2 separate regions of the Sus scrofa genome follow, and region 1 is linked to region 2. The links are chromatin contacts, called in public Hi-C maps. All regions are on one chromosome and are shown on one strand. The core of a region is the stretch at or near the end of the contact, and the rest is flanking DNA. Distances in the headings are between cores, read along the strand shown. Region 1 holds the start of YME1L1 (ATP-dependent zinc metalloprotease YME1L1). Region 2 holds the start of LOC100516390 (ankyrin repeat domain-containing protein 26).

Region 1 (2,881 bases), core at 243-2,742, 59 kb after region 2:
TTAACAATTCACTTGGCTAACTCCTACTCCTGTTTCATTTCATAGCATTATTAAGATTCTGCATCTGCTTTGTTCACCTAACACACGCCAGTAAATAACTAACCACTTCATTTTCTATTATCCAGTCAGTACTAGCAAAAAAGAAAAACAAAGGGGTAGAAATTACACAAAGGGACATAATAATAAGCTTAAGGAACTAGAGTCTCTAAAATTATTTTTAAAACTGAATGTTTTCAAAAAATGTTTATTTGCAAAGCAGGGAAGAACTCTCAAAGAAAAAAATCTCAACGTTATCATCCAAAAAAGATTTTTAATTGAACTAAGAATAAAACACTGTCACAAGTGATTACCCCTGAAAGAAGATAATTAAAAATCCAAGGAGTTCCCATCGTGGCACAGCGGAAACGAATCCGACTAGGAACCATGAGGACTTGGGTTCGACCCCTGGCCCTGCTCAGTGGGTTAAGGATCCAGAGTTGCCCTGAGCTGTGATGTAGATTGCAGAGAGGCTTGGATCTGGCGTTGCTGTGGCTCTGCCACAGGCCTGCAGTTACAGCTCCGATTAGACCCCTAGCCTGGGAACCTCCATATGCCGCGTGTACGGCCCTTAAAGAAAAAAAAGAAAAAAAGAAAAAAGAAAAAAGCCAAAAAACCCAAAACCCAGAATATATATTAAAAAAATAAATAAAAAATAAAAACTCAAATGCTCGGCATTTTTTTCTCTGCCCTTTTGCTTTATAAACTAAAACACCGAGAGGAGGCTGAATCAAAATATTAACTGAAAGCAGTGAATAACTTGTAAATATATACTTATTAGTCACATTTGATCAAAAGAAAACGTAGATTATTCAAAATTTTATAATATGTTTAAATTCCTTTAAAAGAAAGAACAGAGAATAGAATTGTTAATACCAAAGTCTTTGAAGAGTTTATTTCGTGCGCTCTTTACGTCTGTGACAAAGACGTCTCCCTACCCCCGCCCACCCCAGAATGTCCAGCACTCAACAAAGCCTGATGGATTCTCTAGCAAAAATTCCACGCAATCAAGTCGAAAAACCAATGTCTCCATCACGCTCGTATTATGCCTCTATTTCCTCGTCAATCCTTTACAGCGTGGCCCCGAGCCCTTTTCAACCTCAGGAGTCCAACTAGGTTAATCGCTTCTTTCCTACGACCCCTTAAGAGAAACCGCTTCCAGCAAACGCAAAAGGCAAACAGCCGCGGGCAGAAAGGAAGAAAAACCGACTGGATGCCGGACCTACCTGGGGCTGCACGGTACTCGACAGGGAAAACATCTTTTCCGGGCCCTCAGCGACCTCACCCGCCTGCCGAAACTGCTCCTCTAGGCCACCGCCTGGCGGGGAGGCGCTGAGCCCTTCACCACCTTCACTCTCCCCTCGCCCTTACTCTTCCTAGAAATGGAAGATGGCCTCCCCTTCCCACAGCTGCTACAACGACAAGCACTGTGCCCCGGAAGGCAAGGCGCTAACGCAACAGTACTTCCGGGGCAGACGAGGCCCCCTCCCCGAGTCGTGCGTCAACTTTAGGCCTTTTCAGGGACCTGAGTTTCCCCCGCCGCAGCTGACGCCCCCAAAGTAGTTCATGTTCACACTGAGTTAGACACGCGCCGGGTCCCCAAGGCTATGTGGCTGTAGTTTTCTTTTTAAGGGGGAGTGGCATCAACCCTGTCAAATCTTTCTCCAGCTTCCTTATCAATACTTCCAATATATTCTGTTCTGACTGGGCCTCGAGCCATAAGCGCTTTTGTTACAATTTAGTCCTCCTTATCTTGCCCACAATAAATCAAAAACTCATCCTGCTTCAGAAAGGCAAGTTACATACATTCTGTTAAAATGTCAAATTACAGGGCAGTCATGGGCTTCCTGCTCATCCAGTTTCTCCACATTCTGTGTTGTCACTGGCCTGGTATTACTGACGAGACCGAACTGGTTTACGTTTCTTCCGCGGGTGGTAGTTCTTAGGATTTTTTTTTTTTTCTTAAGCGGGATGAGAGCAGGGTCCCACCAGATGGAAGGCGGGAGAAAACTTAAATCTTGCGATTCAGATTCAGGCTCCCATGCTCTCTTCTCCCTGCTCTCAATAATTTTGCCCTCCGGAGTCATCACAAATAAAATAAGTGGACCGCGACCACTCTGGAAGAGTCAGTGGTTGCTCAGGAATTTCTCAGCTGCCCCGCCCTCACGCCCAAAGGCTCACGCATCGACGCAGGGGCGGTGACTGGAGCGAGGCCGCGCTGGGCTTGGCGAGAGTGGGAGCGGTGACGGGATGACGTCACGGCCGGCGCGCGGCTTGGGCGGAGCCTTACTTTGAACCCAATTGGCGGGAGTTGCGGCTCTAGCAGGGGCCTTAGGCGCTGCTGCGGTCTTGCATCCTGGGGGGCCTGCAATGGAGCCCACCGCGGGCAGCGAAATGGAGAGCGGAGGAGGCGCGGCAACTGGGGCGTGTGTGACTAGGATCCCGGTGCCCAGACCTCCATCCATTGAGGAGTTTACCATAGTGAAGCCCATCAGCCGTGGCGCCTTCGGGAAGGTGTATCTGGGGCAGAAAGGCGACAGGTTGTATGCGGTGAAGGTAAGAGTCAAAGAATAAAGAAAACAAGAGTCTGGCCCTTCGGCCCTCCTTCCTGCCCCGTGAATCGGGCAGGTCCCAGGGCCGCCGGAGCGACTAGACTGGGTGCTTGGCTTGCCAAAGCCTTCGGAGCCCTGCGAGATGATTTCTCACTTGGCTGGCAGCGCGGGCAAGTCTGTGATGCCTCTGCCCCGCCCTTCCCTTCACACAGTGAAGGTTTAGGAGACGCCAGAATTTTGGAATCCTTTTTACTAGTAATTAAGTTTTTACCAGGATTAAGGTTGAAACTTTA
Region 2 (2,859 bases), core at 293-2,792:
CTACACCTAAGCTCACGGCAATGCTAGATCCTTAACCCATTAAGCAAGCCCAGGGATGGACCCCACAATCTCATGGATACTAGTCTGTTTCATTAACCATCAAGCCATGATGGGAACTCCTGAAAGTTATATTTGTGAGATAAAAATCTAGCTACTTTTCTCTAAAAAGCAAGTTATTTCTCCACCATTTATTATCTTTTCCTTCTTACATGAAATGTCATCAGTATCAAGCTCTAAAGTCTTACATATATTTAGGTGTTTGGGCATTATCTATTCTGTTCCATTCATTTATCTGCTTTTCAGTTGTTGGCAAATAATTTGTGGAAATTTACAGCACATTTTAACATCTAGAAGGGCAAATCTTTGTCTACTATATAAAATTTTTTATTTCATCACAACAATTATACACAGCCTGTGTAACTCAAAAATTTTAAAAACCATGATATGGTTATTTGGTTTACACACAAGTGATAAATATGGGAAGACCATACATTTTAAGAAAATGAGTCTTCCTACTAAAAAACACAGACCACTTCCCAGTTCAAAGCTGTCTTTGAACATATATACACAGGCAAACACTGACATAAAATGGATACTGGATTTTATCCCAAGGATTTTTAGCCCAGGAGTTCCTGCTATGGCACAGTGGGTTGCCACAGCTGTAGTGAAGTCTGAGCTGCAGCTGAGATTCAATCCCTGGCTCTGACCGGGGTACTTCCATATGCCACTGATGCAAAGCTCCCCCCCAAAAAAAGTGTTTTTACCCCAGAAGTTTGTCTATCATGGGAATTATTTTTCTCATTATGCACTTTTCTGTAATATATAACGATATAAACTCATGTACATTAAAAATAAGATGCTGTTTGTGTTGAATTGCCTTTCTATAATTACGGGAATTCAGTTAAATCACTTTAAAACCGTGAGTAAAGTGCTCTGTAAGGGGAATTATGAGCGGTTTCTGAAACCAGCTAAAGCTTTTGCTTTTGCTGCCTGTAAAGTCCGCTGGGCGGTGGACCCCACGTAGCTTGTCCAAGGATCCTCAGAGGGAAAACCGACAGGAAGAGTTCTTCCCAGGCCCGCCCCGCCTCCTCCAGCCGGCCCCGCTTACCTGTTCATCTTGTCTCTGTCGTTCAAACCATTTTTTCTGAGCAACAGAATCTGCTGCACCCTGGCTACGTTGCCAACACTGGCTGCCTTGTGGATCTTCCCCAGATCCTTGTCTCGGATGTGGTACCCGGGATGCGAGTTGCTTCTATTTCTGCCCTCCCTCCCCGGACTGGTGGAGGAGCCCAAAGGCGACTCGCCCTTCTTACTCCCAAAGCCAAAAATCTTCTTCATCTTAGAGCATACGGGCTTCAGACACACCTCACCTCCCCCTCGGCTTTTCGCCACGTCCTGAGAGCTACGTCCTGGCCATAGAACGCTATAGATAAGCCGCCCGGGTCTCGCCACAACATGCCAGCCGCAAAGATCCGCGGTTAAGAATCTTTGAGCTCAGAAGAAACGTATCCAAGCAATACCGCTGATCACAGTGCGCATGCGCGCATCAGAAGCTGACGTTACTGCGCATGTGCAAGGAGGCCTGGAGGCCAAGAGCGCCCAACGCGCATGTGCAAGGCCGGGACACTTCAAATCTCTGCGATTGCTTGTGGGCAGTAAAACGTAACTTTTGGATGTTGGTGGGAGGTGGCCGAGCATTTCCGGATATCTGCAAAAGTTAGATTCGTCCACGAGAAAAGCGAAAAGCGTCTTTGCATGCGATTGGGGCTAGAGCTTCGTGGAGCTTCAAGTTATTGAAAGCCTTCTTCCTTTGAGAGCTCCACTAAAACAAAGGCTCAGTCTCTTATCCCTCAGTTTATTCCTTTCCATATCCCTCTGGACCTCGGCGGGTCTCCATGGAATTTAGCAGATGCAACAACAGAAGGCTGTTTTCATGGTTTCAGACATTATGGCAATAGTTCTCATCAAGTGCAAACTTATAAGAAATCTATCTATGTTCTCCACATGAAATGAAAACACATTTCTGGGAGTTCCCATCTTGGTTCAGCGGAAACGAATCTAACATCCGTGAGGACACAGGTTCGATCGCCGGCCTCGCTCAGTGGGTTAAGGATCCAGCGTTGCTGTGAGCTGTGGTGCAGGCTGGCGGCTACAGTTCCAATTCGACCCCTAGCCTGGGAACCTCCATATGCTGCGGGTGAGCCCTTAAAAAGACAAATAATAATAATAATAATAAAAAGGTATACACTTGTCACAAACAATCCATCTTTTCTCACCTAGTTTAAAATACTTTATCTTTTTTTTTTTTTTTTTTTTTTTTTTTTTTTTTTTTTTTTGGCCATGCTGGAAACATGTGGAAGCTCCCAGGCCAGGAATATTAAGCAGCCACAGCAGTGACAATGCCAGATCCTTAACTGCTAGACCATCAGGGAACTCCTGATATTTCCTGATGCAGTCTGGAAAGAGTCAAACACACTGCCACACTGTATGGAGCTAAGAACCACATACACACCAGGACTCCAAGTAGGTTGTGGAAATGTGGTTGACGCTACTATTTTTATGGGGTTTTTTTGGAGGGCGTTGTCTTTTTAGTGATGCACCTTCAGCATATGGAAGTTCCCAGGCTATGGGTCAAATCAGAGCTGCAGCTGCCAGCCTACACCACAGCCACAGCAACGCCAGATCCAAGCCTCATCTGCGACCTACACCATAGCTTATGACAACGCCAGAACATTAACCCACTAATCGAGGTCAGGGATTGTCCTCATGTATACCAGTCAGGTTCGTTACCACTAAGCCACAATGGGGTCTCCCGATTCTAGTGTTTTTGTATGGACCAGAGATACTCAAGCAGTATAC

What was found. Hi-C and Micro-C count contacts between places; a contact is called where the count stands out from the background.
Region 1: a contact with region 2 is called in a Hi-C map of liver, with 2.5 times the contacts expected there. The contact joins the promoter of YME1L1 here to the promoter of LOC100516390 in region 2. A contact is called at or near these places in 2 of 47 Hi-C or Micro-C datasets (liver and skeletal muscle) and 2 of 2 datasets of contacts at active chromatin or transcription factors (alveolar macrophages and skeletal muscle).

Annotation. Positions count from the first base shown.
Region 1 is chr10:48,853,736-48,856,616 of Sscrofa11.1, forward strand. YME1L1 (ATP-dependent zinc metalloprotease YME1L1) reads right to left here and starts at 1,493. Exons shown (of 19, transcript XM_021064882.1): 1 at 1,263-1,493. The coding sequence starts at 1,295. It overlaps MASTL (serine/threonine-protein kinase greatwall), which reads left to right and starts at 2,160. Exons shown (of 13, transcript XM_021064881.1): 1 at 2,160-2,592. The coding sequence starts at 2,407.
Region 2 is chr10:48,794,241-48,797,099 of Sscrofa11.1, forward strand. LOC100516390 (ankyrin repeat domain-containing protein 26) reads right to left here and starts at 1,543. Exons shown (of 34, transcript XM_021064875.1): 1 at 1,109-1,543. The coding sequence starts at 1,338.